2 separate regions of the Mus musculus genome follow, and region 2 is linked to region 1. The links are chromatin contacts, called in public promoter capture Hi-C maps. All regions are on one chromosome and are shown on one strand. The core of a region is the stretch at or near the end of the contact, and the rest is flanking DNA. Distances in the headings are between cores, read along the strand shown. Region 1 holds the start of Vta1 (vesicle (multivesicular body) trafficking 1). Region 2 has its middle 240 kb from the start of Gm20125.

Region 1 (7,278 bases), core at 3,496-5,995:
TATTCATAATATTAATAGGAAATGTCCTGAATGTCCTTCATCAGTTAAATTACTAAGCTGAAGTAAACACATAAGAGATTATATGTCTATACATACATACATACATACATGGAAAATAATGTAGATATGGTAAAGGGCACCATGATGGATGTAAGGAATATATAAACCATTTTGTGTAACTTAGACACCATTTTATGTGACTTGAAATAATATGATGGCTGAGTTTGCAATTAGGCATCTTTGTTAAGAGCTATACCTCAGAAGCCAGCTCTAGGCAGGCTACCTGGCAGCTCAGATACCTTAAACACAGGAGCCTAGCACAGAACAGGCCTTGATATTTTAATGACATGACTCCAAGGTGTTGTTGATGTGCTAGTGAGCCAGTCCCAAGCTCTGAGCCCTGAGAGCACAAAGCTACCAGATTGTCTCTAGGATCACACTGCTCCCAAAACATGGCTTCTCTAGTTTCTGTGCTGATACTCATTGGTAAAAGGACCTGAGACTTTGTGCAGACTTTGTGAGACTTTGGCCTTGGCGACCACTGAACATTCCAGCTCTGTCACTGGGCCCACTTGTCAGTACTAGCAATTGGCCTATGCTTTCAAGGACCTCCAGAACTTCCATCAAGTGCCATCCTTACAGTGCTCCACAACTGAAGGACTTTATGGTGGATGTGAGCGGAGGCTTTAAGCTTCTCAGAGTCCTTGCAGGAGAAGAATCAGCACTGGAACCCTGCAGCAGCATTTCTGCCTAAACAACTGTTCACCACTCGGGAAGATGCCTATTTAACTTCGATATTATCACGATTTTATAAGGAATCTCTGTGCGAATAAACCAAGTGTATTCCAAGGACAAATCCTGTTTGGACATCCTCTTGCCAAACACCTTACTGCCAATAGGTCATACTTTCAGAAATGAATTCTTAGGCTGTTGTGTCTAGACTGTGATGATAAGAATAGGAACCAATACTGACAAAACTGCTTAGAATTAAGTGTATATACACATAAATAAATATGTGTAAGACTTGGAAATCTGAGAAAAACATTGGTGGACTGTACCAATTTCAATTTTCTGGCTGAGATGTCATATGGCATTTTTGGGAACAACAGGCTTTCTCTGTATTATTTCTTACACCTGCACATGGATCAAAACTGACCTCAAGAGAAACACTCGTAATTAAAAATGAACTTGCTGGCTGTGGGCTCTCACACCTGCAATCTCAGCATTCAGGTGAGTCTTGCTGAGTTGGAGGGAAACCAGAGCTATTGACTATGTTTGAAAAACCCACACCACCACAAGACAAACTTATGAGATTCATTCTTGGAATGGACAGATTTTTCAATTATGGTGTATTCACTATTTTACAATGAGTATGTTAAATAGTCCAAGCAAGTAAACAATAAATGCCTTAGTACTACTAAAGAGGGACAAAAATAATCTAATATATATTTTAGCATTAACTTCTGATTTAAAAGGAGAACAAAAGAGCAAGCAACCTAGAAATGTAAGACTACTAAGGTAACAACAACCAAACAAAATAAGAGAATTCCTATTAAGTCCAGGAATCACTTTTTAAAAAATTACTCAGTAATAAATATAACACAGAGAATGTATTTTCATTTCATATTCTTAGAAATTCCTAATTATAATGGTATCTGTACTAGAGATTCAAGTCAATACATAGTTTTGTTTCATAAGTATTTTATACACAGAGACTGCCGATAATTTGGTGTGTATATCTGTATCCTTCTGCAGGCATGTATGAAGGCAGGGATCAAAGATGGGAGTTTTTCTCGGTTGCTTTCTGCCTCATTTTCTGAGACAAGGTCTCTCACTGAACCTGGAGTTTATCCCCACTGGCTGGGTCATATGGCAGAAGGCAAGCTCCTTGTCTCTACAGGTCTCGCTTCCCAGACTCATGCTATCTTTTATGCAGGTGCTGGAGGTCTGAACTCAGTTTTCATGTTTGCATAGTAAGCAATCTCTAGAACCCAACTCTTTGGCGTGGGAGGAAAATTATATATTTCAATAGTCTGGAGCACGTGATAATATTTCTCCGTGAGAATTTTTTTACTTGTGTCATCATGTTGACATTAATAGCCTTTTTGGATTTTTACAGCATATAGGTTATGTGTGTAGGAATGTAACTTAAAAGGTTTAAAGATGAACTTAATACTAAGAAACTACCAGAACTGGGCAGAAAGATTTGAAAAAAAAAAAAACAGTACTCAGAAATAAAAAATGAATGTTGATGTTGATGTCAACTCAATAGCTGTGTTAAGCAACAGATATGTGGAAGAAAAGGCCTTAAGGATTTACACAGCATACCACAAATGAAATATATGAAAGCTTTAAGAGAAGACAGTTAAAAGGAAAAGGATAGCACACATGTAATAGAAACTTCACAAGAGTGATAATAAAATAGCATCAACAACAAAAGTTTCTATAGTTGATAAGAGATCCAGTTATAGTCTTAAGAAAGAAAAATCCCAAGTGAGGACACAAAAGAAATCAAGGCCTAGCAAACTGGAATGTATCCTAGCTACTGACAGACAATTTATATCAAGCATTTTGGAAAAAAAGACTTCTTGAAGAAAAACCAGACTGTGAACTGGGAGAAAATAGCTGCAATTCATGCAACAAAGGATTAGTATATATTATTAGGAAGTGACATTTCAATAGAAGCCTGGGCAAAAGCAACAAAAGGCAGTTAAAAAGAAAAGCACTTGCTTAATTAGCATGTGAATAGATGTTGAACCTCATTAAGTCTCAGAGAATTGCAAATATCACTTCAAAGAGACAGCATCCAGGGCCACCAAGTTAGCAAAAATTAAAACTTCAGTAACATCAAATGTGAGTACATGCATACCTCCTGTCGCTCCTTAAATTCTGTATGGATATCATGCAGGTCTCATAACAGAAACTGCAGTACAGCCATACTGACTTTGTCATAAAAATGCCCATTCATGACTAGGGAGAAGGGATGCTACTGAAATAGAAACACCCATAAAAACCAGATGACAGCAGGCAAAAAGGTGAGGACAAGCGTGGACTCCCATTTCAAGTTTACCTATGACAGGAAGCTGTAAGGCTTAATTTTAGGGGACTGACATGAGAAGCACTTCTCTTGTTTTTGTTTGTTTGTTTGGTTGGTTCTTGTTGTTTTAAACAAAGAAAACAGGGGAATCAAGCTTAGAACAAAGGGCAGGAATGACCACAATGACACAGGAAGGAAAAGATCCTGGGTAGTGACAAAGGTGCACAGTTACAGGTTCATGAATAAGGATTGGCTTAGAGGGAAACAAAGGGCCCTGGTTCACAGTCCAGAGCCAGCCTCTTTGTTGTATCCAACTTCTCTCTGGCTCTATACTCTCCAAATCCTCACTCCTCCTCTTTTAAACTTCTCTGTGGACCTTCAGACTTTTGTTCCTTTTAAAGGTATATTCTTCAGCAATTGTGCACAAAGGTCTGGCTTCCATTGTCAACTGAGCAATGTGTTTCTGAACACAGGAAAATGAGGTCCCCTCTACAGTACTGTGGCACTTCTATGCCCGTTCCTGAAATTATAAAATGCGTACTGTTCAAACGCCCCTCCTCTCAGTAGTCCTAGGACCACAGGAGCTGGGTTTTAGTTTTTTTTTCCCAGTACTTAGGAATGCTCGTCAATAGGTAAAAAGGCTCAATAATTAGGATATGTTTGAAGATCATCAAAAGAACAAGAATGGTGGGAACAATACTGGTATGATTTTTATAAAAATGAAGTATAGCCACCGAGTGGCTTGCAGAAGAGGTGGGAATTCAGATCATAAATCAAGTGGAGAATGGCAATTATTGGTGGTGGTAGGGGGACATCCATGCACATTTGAGAAATGAGGTACATACATGTCCACAAGGGAAGGCTTGACTTGGTCCAGATTTTTGCTAACAATGTCCACAACAGAGGACACATCATTTCTGTATTCTGAAAGTTCTTTAGAAACTCAGAGTACAGTCATTTCTTGCAACAAAGATAGGAGTATAATATTCAAATCATAGTTTACATAAAACTACTAGTCCTATCCACTTCACCAACTCTGCATGTCTGAACGGAGTTCAAACTGTGTCCTCTTCAGTAGTATATACATCTCAAACTAGGAATATTGGCATTAAACTTCTTAACTTTCAGGATAGCTAAAGGATGACTCCAAATTCTTACTGGTGGTAATGAGGAGTACGGAAAACAAGTCAAGAACAGTCAAATTCAAATTTTCAGTAGTAGCCACTGTCCACTGAACCGTCTGAGTTTCGGAAGGGACCTGAAAGCTCTCGTGATTAATGCACAGCTTTCGTTATGTTTTCTGTTAGTCTCCCTTCCCACCCATCTCTGGGAAACCTATGACTATCGAGGTTCTCATTCCCAGAAGAAAGAACAGCCGGGAGGCGTGTCCGAGGCTCTAAGCTGGAGAGACGGGGGTCCGGGTGTGGAGGGAGTCTAGTACTTGGGGTCCTCCTGGCCGAGCCAGAGGTCAAGGCTCAGGTCTGAAGCCAGGGGGCGGGGCGGGCCTCAAGAGCGGAGGGAGGCGCGGGGCGCAACCGGGCGGGAGAACGGGGACTCGGAGGGACTCACAGTAGTAGGCCACCACGGGGTCCCGCTTGTCATGCTCCTGCGCCGTTCTCAAATGGTGCTGTATGCTCTTAAACTGCGCGGGCAGCGGCGGCAGAGGGGCCAGCGCGGCCATCTCCACTCCCGGAAGCGCTACTTCCTACTCGCCGGTCACAGATACTTCCGCTTCCGCCTCCGAGCGGGCAATTCTCACCCACGCATCCGTTGCTGAGACGCTTGTCCGCGACGGGTGCCCGAAGGAGACAAACTTACTGCCTGGTTTAAGGCAGTTATTATTTGGAGAATGAGAGTCTCCTGTGTCGCACACGGCTCCAGCGCTCTCTGCTGGTAAGCGGAGATAGAGGTTTTAAATTTAACTTTTGTTTTTGTTTGTTTGTTTGCATGGAATGAATGAAAGAGAAGAAAGGGGAAAATAACGTAAAGGACTTTAACTGCGAGAAAGGAAAACTTCCCCTCCCCTCTCTTTATCTCATGCGTGTGTGTTTTGTTGGGAATATTCTGGCAAGCGTATATACTACTAAGCTACCTTCTCAGCTTTCAAATTTTCCTTCCCTTCCCTCCCTCCCTCCCTCCCTCCCTCCCTCCCTCCCTCCCTCCCTCCCTCCCTCCCTCCCTCCCTCACTCTCTCCCTTGTCTTTATTTTTATGAGACTGGGTCTCACTAAATTGCCAAACTAAGCTTTGGACTTGAAATCCTTTACCCAGGGCTTCCCAGTTAGTAGAGATTACAGACATATGCATATAGATGGGCCACAGTGGGTTTTTTTTTTTTTTTGGTGGGGGGGGGGGAGGGTGGGGTGGAGTGGGGGGTGGAGGTGTCATTAGTTTTAACAGAGAAAATGATCACAAAATAAAAATTTATACATTCACACACACAGAAGTACACGTTATAGCCTTTCTAGAAACTGTAAAGAGATACTGAAAACATGTACTTAAAGGAGATTGGAACTGGAAACAACCATTGCTTTTAGTTTAGAAGTTTTAAATTCTTATATGAGAAACACTATGTTTAAATACTAGATTAAAATTTGCATGTCCAAATACTGGACTGAATAGACAGTCCTTTTCAAACTTGAAAGGTAAACACATGCGAACTAATAAGAATTGAATACTTTCTCTGATATGGCTAGTGCTTGTTTTAGTGAACTATGCGAGTTGATTAGTGGAGGAAGATGATGAACATTAGGAAAGTATTAGTCTGTCTTACTACTTGACAAGATAGAGTCCAGGAGAGTCTGCACTTCTGACTTTATAGCACACCCCACCTTTTCTTTATAGCAGTGATATTTATTTATTTATTTATTTATTTATTTATCTATTGCCACCTCTCCATTGCATAGTATCATCCTTAAGGACTTACATTTCATTTGAACTTTCCTGTATTTTTTTTCTTTTTGTTTGGGTTTTATTTGTTTGTTTGTTTTTTGTTTTGTTTTTTTGAGATAGGGTTTCTCTGTATAGCCCTGGCTGTTTTGGAACTCACTTTGTAGACCAGGCTGGCCTCAAACTCAGAAATCTACCTGCCTCTGCCTCTCAAGTGCTGGGATTAAAGGCGTGCCCCACCACCGCCCGGCTGAACTTTCCTGTTTTTTCAACGCCAATATTGGTATATAGTGTTTGCCTTATGTGGTTTACCACCAGAGTAACACTAGTATCACTGAATGAAAATGGTAGTGTTGCTTCCCTTTTTATACATGGAATGGCTTGAGACGTATTGCTATAGGTTCTTCCATAAAGATTCACTAAAATTCAATAGTGTCAGGCATGGTGGTGCATACCTTTAATCCCAGCATTCTGAAGGCAGAGGTAGGTGAATCTCTGGGGTCTAGGAAAATATAGTCTTCAGAGGGAATTCCAGGACAGCCAGGAACTTGTCTTGGGGGAGTGGAGGGACATCTAGTAGTAAACATTACTAGCTTATTCATTCATTCATTCATTCATTCATTCATTCTTGCTTTGTGGACAAACTTTTGAAAAAATATTGCTTCATTTTAATTTCTGGTTGCGAAATTTTTAAGTTGTCTAATTTTTTTTGCCTTTATTCATTCATTTATTTTAAACTCAGCAAGGGCTCATTTTGATTAGAAGAAATCTATCATTGCTATATCCTGTTACAGTAATTAAAATCTGATTCATATTCATACATATTCAAGTTGCATCCTTTTTTCTTTTTTATTAAACTAATAAAATTTATTTTAAAATATACAACTCAATATTGATATTTTTAAGTCATCAAAATAATTTATAATAGTTAAATGCCTCTTAAGTATACATAATGTCTTCTGAAGCTAAAAGTAATATGCACTAAACCACATTTAAAAAAATCTATTTGTAACATTAAATATGATAGAAGTAGAAGAAATTCTTTATGAAGTCCTCTATGAAAGGAAATTGTGAAAAGTTCCTGCTTAGATAGAAACCATTTCATTTCCAAGGGAAAATAAGCAGTGTAACTATGACTTCATAGAATGAATTGGGTAGTGTTCCTTCTGTTTCTATTTTGTGGAATAGTTTGAAGAGTATTGGTATTAGATCTTTTTTGAAGGTCTGAAAGAATTCTGCACTAAACCCATCTAGTCCTGGACTTTTTTGTTTGGGAGACTGTTAATGACTGCTTAAAATTTTCATTGTTGGGCTGGGGTGGTGCACACCTTTAATCCAAGCATCCAGGCAACA
Region 2 (7,213 bases), core at 39-2,538, 2.6 Mb after region 1:
TAACATAGGGATGACAGTATAACTATACATGTGTCCTGAGTTTGTTTTCCCTGATTCTCTGAGCACTTCCCTGGTTTCATGTTTTGATGTGCCCCCTTGTTTTTATTGCTTTGGCTCCCAAGAGTATGTATAGAGGGGGTGTGTCTATATTGCTTTCATCTCCTTAATAAAATCCAAGCTTGAAGAGAGGAGAAAAATATACAGTGGACTCCTTGCATGTCCCTTTTAGCTGCTAGAATGTAGGTCCTATAGCACTGGACAAATACGTGCTAAACAAATGAGGTTGTTAAGACCCAGCCACAAAAATTCCCTCTGCTGTGGATCAATTACACAGAGTAGGAAGAAGCAGGGGTAGAATAATTTAGCCAGGGTCTGGGTGTTTATTTCCAGTTCATCTGTGGCTATATATAGGCTCTATTACAGTGAGACTGATAAAGGAGAGGTGACATTTTGGAAGGAGTGAAGAAAATTTGGGTATTACAGCCCAACATTTGTCTAGTCCTCAGTTGATAGCAATACACATTTCCTTCCCCCTGGCTAAATTTGGATCAAATGCTGGCTGAGTGCACAGAACAAGCCAGAAAGGCATTGTACCTCTATTTTGTGACATATGAGCTCCCTGCTTTAATCTCCCCTCTACTGTATAAAAGAAGATCTGAGGCTGTTAGCCTTCAATCCGGTGATTCATGCAGCTGGCACACAATAGATCCCACCTCTTTCCTCACTGCCACACAGTACCAAGCTAAACAAAATGTCTTAGAAAGCTCCAGTACATGGAGCTGGCCTGTCACAGCCCCTCCCCTCCCCTCCCCCAGTTCTCCCCTCCCTCACTTCTTCTTTTTTTTTTTTTTCTCTCCTTTCTTTTTCTTCTTGTATAGAGCAAAAGAGTCCAAATGCCTAGCACCTGCCTTTTTACTGACATTTCCACAAAGGTAAAGAATGAACCTTTTGTCAGCTCCATCCAAATGATCTGTTCTGAAACAATGAGATAAAACAGCCTGGGCCCCTCTCCCTGATACTCGATTATAGAGCAGAAGATTTTATTGATTTAATGAGGGATCGAGGTTTTTTGCCCAGCACCCCTTGTGGCAGAGGAACAAGTCTTACTGGCAGGTACCTCCGCAGAAACGCTTCTTTCAGATCCGTTGGGTTATTTTTTAGAAGTGCATCTTTCTGGTTTTGGCTCTGAGAAGACCCACAGCAAAACTTCCCGGGCTACATGAAGCAGTCAAACTGCCTGCAGTGATTTCAGTATGTATCTCCAGGCAGGGAGAGGCACAGAGGGGACGCTGCTCAGCGCTGCAGGGGGAGGTGGCAGGAGAAAGCAGTTTGAATAAAGAAGGAGAGTCAGGGAGAGGAGACAGAAAAAGAAATGACGTTTCTCTCTGCAAGAGTCTGTGTGCACACCTATTATTTCTCAGTGCTATCTGTGTCTATTTCGGCTCGGTCCCTAACCCCTCCTCCCTGCTCACCACCCTTCCGCTGCCCTTCCCCCTCCCAGTCCATTACCCAAGTTTGATCAGAGAAAAAAAAAAGTAGGGAAGGGGCTTCAGGCACTGTGGTCCCTGTGGCCCTTTCTCTGCACAGCTCCATAATCTTTTTGGCTTTTGTTCTTTTCCTCTTTGGGGGGTCTCATGATATTATTATTGACATTTTCATATGGTAATCATTTGAATTCTGTGTGTCTTCTTTTCTCACTGCCCTATTTTTTTACATAGCATCTGACTTCATTGTCCACTGAGCTGTGGTGAAAGGGACACTGCCAGTCACCTGCTGACCAAATTTAAGCAGCCATCTACTATTCAGACCAATTGTGCTGTTTGTTCATAGACTGGACAGCCAGAATTCCTGTTAATGCAAGCCTATGTCTCCATACACGGTGTACATTTATTTAAATAGATTTATGCATTCCACCCATAGATTAAACCCCCCACCACAACCACCATCACCACCACCAAACTCCCCCTGGTGTTACTGTTTCTCTGATAGCTAGCTTGAAAAGAAACAATTCCTAAGAGCTTGTGGTTTCCAAAAACCCAGCCCTTCCCCCCTGCCTTTCAGTTTACACAAAATGAGGGCCCGCCCCTCCCCCACAGCCTCTCTGCTCTTTGCCTCAAGCCAGTCTGAAAGCAGGGGGCAAAATCATTACTTCCCAATTACCTTAAGCCATGCAAGATAACCTCTCTCAAGGGCTGCTAGTAAAATATGCACACGGTTCCAGTGTCTAGACAGTTATGAAATATAGGTGAAGGGCTTGGCCGCTGCCGGAACCCTGATGCATCCCAAATGAAGTGCTTTTATTAAAGAAGTATAATCACCATGATAACTAATTACGTCAATACCACATAGTTAATTAAACCCATTATAGTTACTACTCCCTTGGGGGAGAGGTCAAATAAAGCCACTGTCTTCTTGATACTACTGTGATAACAAAAGAAGGAAAAATTAAGAGAAACAATGCAGATCTCTTGTCTTCTGCCCCCTACACACCCTAATATTCACTGTCTATTAAGTCACATAAGAGGGTTTCCAAGTGTAACTTATACCTGAACATCGCTAGGTTTTCAAAAGACCACTTCTGAACATACGTCTCCCTTGAGTATAAGCCTCCCAACTGTTGGCTTGAAGAGTGAATGAATGAATACCACTGAGGTTTTACTAATATCTTGCCAAGAGACATGATGGAGAGGAGGGCTTATGTTTCAGTTCATGCTAGTTTCACCACGAACACCAGGAATGTGGCCTTGTGCTCCCGGGCAGGGCTGAGTGGGGACTGTGGCAGCAACAATGAAGGTTAGGTATTAAAGCTTATTTGACAGCCTTTAAAAGCACACAGATTCTATATGCTGTGTTTCAACAGCAACCTAACCTCAGTGTGCCAGATGCCAAAAGGATTCAGATATGAATGTGGAAGCAGAATTGCCAAACTCCATTGCATATGACATTGGCTTTCAGGAGAATTTGAATATGCAGAGATAGAGAAAGAGATGGGGAGAAGAAAAGAGGGAAGGACATAGGGGGAGAGAGAGAGAGAGAGAGAGAGAGAGAGAGAGAGAGAGAGAGAGAGAGAGAGAGAGAGAGAGAGAGTGTTAGATGCTAATCTCTAGACAATAAAACCAAGATGTTTTGAGCCTCCTCATCTGGAAATTCACCAAGTCATTATATCAGTGTCCCAGTGCACCTTCTTCTCAAAGAAGTTCATTGTACATAGAACAGATTTGCATTTACTTCTGCTAATTGACAAAGAAAACTTTGTATAGAAAGGCTGGGCACAGAGAGGACAAATGTGGCCAGTCTGACCCCCTGCAGGAGAAGGCAGCCAAGCAGTAGAGAGAAGAGGTAGAAGAGGAAGGAGAAAGAATGCTTTGATCCTAGCGCGCAGGGTGTAGAGTGAGCACACTGATGTGGCAGGCAGGCAGCACACTCCGAGCCAGCTCTGACCCTGCTCAGGCGCAGGTCTAGAAAAGAGTCAAGAGAAGAGGAGAGTCCCAGGCACTGCGGAGCTCGGGAAGGCTCCAGGGACTCTGCTTGTTAAGACTGTGGCTGCTGCTAAGATAATCACCATTGTTATTTTCAAACTCCCAAAATTATAATATTGCTTCTTCTGCAAGATGGGCCTGATTATTTTCATGCATACTGGAGGCAAAGGCAGCACGCAAAGTTCACTTAGGTGCCAGGAAAGGCAAAGGTCAAGGGTTGAGCCTTTTATTTACCCAGTGCTAAAAGCTGATACATGTTTGGAAAGAAAAAAAAAGCTCTCATCTCAACCCTAAAACCTCCTTCTCGGGCATCTCTGCTCCCTTCCCAGATTTACCATGGCATTTGGTGAACCTGGCAGAAAAGACAAGTTGGGGGGGAGGGGGGGAATTTTCATAAGCTCAACTGTCACATCCGGGAGACTCCTTGTCACCAGTAACACTCCAAGTTCCCTTCCACCCCTGCCTTTGTCCTTGTAAATATTGTTAGAAATGCTTCTTTCTCTTCGCCCTGAAGGCCATCTCCATTCTGCTTCAGCTTCGCCTCTCCCTGACCGGTCTCCTTCCCTTATCACGTCAGAGTCCCCAAAGGATGCAGACTTTTGTAGCCGAAGGTCTTTCTAATCCATACTTTTCACCATCACCCTTCTTCTAAGAAGGCTTCTTCATAATTCAAAATCGATCTGAGAACCATAAGGAGACTTATTATGGCATCAGAAGGGCCATGAAATGTTACATGGACTTTCAGTAAAACATTACCTAAGGTTTTCTTGATGCCAGACTTTTTATCACACATACAATAATAGCATGTTCTTCCTTTCTAAAAGCGTGACTATGGTCATCTAAGAATATTCACTGAAGTCAAGCCCTCTCTTCTCATTTTTATCACTTTGTTAAAGGGATTTGGAGCAAATGATTTATCATGTTGTGGACTCAGTTTTATCATTTGCAAAATGATCAACCTCCTTGGCATGTCTAAGTTACATGCTGCTTTCCTTTTTTTTCCCCATTTGTACTTTATGACCTGACGACAATAACCATAGATACTGGCCATGCTACTCTTCAGAATAAGCTCTGAAAAAGTTCACAGAAAACAGAACCAGGGTGTTCAACTGATGGTCTCTGTAGGAACGTAAGGATCTGAAACTGAACCCAGAGGACATTTGATAGCATTCTGATCTCTTCTCAAGCACAAAGTAAGTATGCATCTAGTGAACGGAAAGTTTCTTCCACCATATTTAAAGACAAGAAAAGACCTGAGTACTTTGGCACTTCCATCTTTCTTATCAAACTAAAACTAAACTGATTGTCATCACTGTGTTTGGCTGTGTAGTAAAGCTCTAGTCCTCAGAGTACCATTGCTAATCTAATGTTAGTGGCACCTTTGAGATATAAGAGCTAGGGGGAAGATTTTAGGTCACTGGGGTTGTGCTCTCAAGGGGAAAAATAGAAAAACAGTCTTGTTGTTTCACTATGTTCCCTGTGTTACCTGAGCACAAGACATGATATCCTGCTTTCCTCCTCTAAGGCCTAATGGCAACAGGGCTGCTTGACCTTAGACTGAAATCTGTAGGCTCCTGAACCAACATTAGTCTTTTCTTTTTCTTCTATAAGTTAATTGTGCCAATAATTTTATTATAGTGACAGAAATGAACTTAGACATTTATTATTTATTCAAAAAAATAGACTTGAGAAAATCAGCTCCATAATTATCCCAAAAGTGCTTTGACCCACTAGAATACTTTGCAGTTTGTATTGAAGTTCATGTTATTTTAAATTCCAGGATTTATATCTTGATGCCCAAGCAAGCAAAAATATTTACTTTATAATTACAAAAAAAAAATGTAATGCTATCCACATGTACACAGATCCATGCCTTTACAATTCTCACAGTAGACTATATTTTATAACCTGATATTATTTTGTTGATTCCCTCAGAATAGAAGGCCACTGATTTGACACTTTACTTACATTAAAGAGTAATAGTCTGAGTCCTAGCCTGACCCACTCAAAAGTTGGGTGAATAAATTATCTAATACAGGAAGAGAAGGTAGGAGATGGAATTCCTAAAATTTAAAAATAAAATAGAGTAATGGCTTTGAAATTACTAAAGTAAACAAATTAAAACTAATCAAATATGCTTTATTCATAATTTTTAATTGGAGAATATTATATTTTCCCATTTTGCTGAAGGACAAAATTTTCTCCTCTTTTGATGTAATAATGCAATATGATTAAATCACTAAAAAGAGACTGGGTAAAATTAGAAATAAATAACTGCAATACAAACTTGGAACAATACAAAACAAAGCAAAAATATAATACAAAATGTCATGTAAATTTAGAACAATAACCAAGTCATCACCACCATTGTATATGGCTCCAGAAGCACATGAAAAAATAACAAAATAAACTCAGATCTGCCCGGAGTTCACAGAACGACAATACCACAAACACAATTCGGAAACACTGTGAAAAGTCTTCAGCTTCTCAGGGCTGTAGTACTTATGAATTTCTTTATTTTAGTGGACTGAGAAAAATAAATTGAGGGTTGAAAATTACTTTATTGTTTCTTTGTATTGAATAAATTAGTCACAAACTACTGACATACAATAAACTCAGAGGCAAGAACATGGACCATTGACTCTCTTAGGATGGAATGAGCCCTGTTGCGTTGTTCATGCTTTCCCAGCGAATTCTTCTCAATGGAAAGATGTAAAAAGTCAACGAGAGGGAAACAAAAATACATGGTCATGTTTTGTATTAAGGATGGGAAAAGGGATGGAGGGGAAGGATAAAACAAAAGTCAGAAGGAGAGAGAGAGGAATAGAGAGAAAGGATAGAGAAGGATGTGAGGGGAAATTAGAAACAATAAAGAAAACAAATTTTCTGGGATATGAAAGACTAAGAGTCTAGAGGGCATACTGCCCCCTTGATTTCTCTCCAGACCTCTATACGAGTCTTCACTTCTTTCTTAAGTGGGTTCTTGACATCTACGATTTCCCAGTTAAAGGGAAGCAACAGTAGATAGAGAAGTATAGATAAGGTGTAACCATGGATAGAAAAAAAAAAAAATAGGAGCCCTGAGCCAAGCGACAGGGAGAAGCTTTCCTGTAAATGTCCAAGAGCAAACAAATATATCCAGTCAGTGCAGGTGTGCTTTAATGATGTCTCAATAGACTATGTCAGCACACCAGATATGCATAAATATTCACCTACTTAAGGCTTAATGGATTACAATTGTCTGCAAGACAGGTATTAGTAATACACAGGCTCTCAGAAAAGCCAACCATTGTAACCTCTTCTACAGCCAAAATATTGGTGATGTTCCCTAGAAGACAAGGAAGAGGTAACCACAGAAGATGCACTGGGCCACGGAAATGTCACACCTGTGACCTATCATCTATAGCCTCTGTTGAGCTTGCAGAATTACTCCTTCCTCCAGCACAAAGCCTCTAACTGTAGCTTCCTTCTATACAGATCTCCCTCTCCTGAATTTCTCATTTACATATACGCCTCCTCTTCTGAGAGAGCTGGGATATTTAGTCCTTTCTGAAGTAGAAAATGCTAACAGTGTCTGATATGTGTTAATAGCAGTAATAGTTAATTGATGCATCAGGCATTGAGAGGAATTCTGCTATTGTGAAAATTGTAATGAACTCTAATAAGGAGGACATTTATAAACCACTTCATTGTTGAAAAGGCACTTTCACAAATATTACCATATTTTATCATAA

The links. Promoter capture Hi-C pulls out the DNA fragments that hold promoters and counts their contacts.
Region 2: a contact with region 1 is called in a promoter capture Hi-C map of hippocampal neurons, with 4 times the contacts expected there. The contact joins the enhancer-like site here to the promoter of Vta1 in region 1. A contact is called at or near these places in 3 of 39 promoter capture datasets (the 3T3-L1 cell line, hippocampal neurons and liver) and 1 of 115 datasets of contacts at active chromatin or transcription factors (astrocytes).

Annotation. Positions count from the first base shown.
Region 1 is chr10:14,700,744-14,708,021 of GRCm38.p6, forward strand. It overlaps Vta1 (vesicle (multivesicular body) trafficking 1), which reads right to left and starts at 4,746. Exons shown (of 8, transcript NM_025418.3): 1 at 4,607-4,746. The coding sequence starts at 4,718. It overlaps 1700016L04Rik (RIKEN cDNA 1700016L04 gene), which reads left to right and starts at 4,866. Exons shown (of 6, transcript NR_045824.1): 1 at 4,866-4,930.
Region 2 is chr10:17,330,428-17,337,640 of GRCm38.p6, forward strand. No RefSeq gene overlaps it. Among named protein-coding and RNA genes, the nearest start is that of Gm20125, 240 kb to the left of the region's middle. Within about 2 kb of position 1,289, at least 98 of the 459 cell types and tissues checked have an H3K27ac peak or open chromatin away from gene starts, as enhancers often do. A contact at or near this core is called in hippocampal neurons, where this site is marked.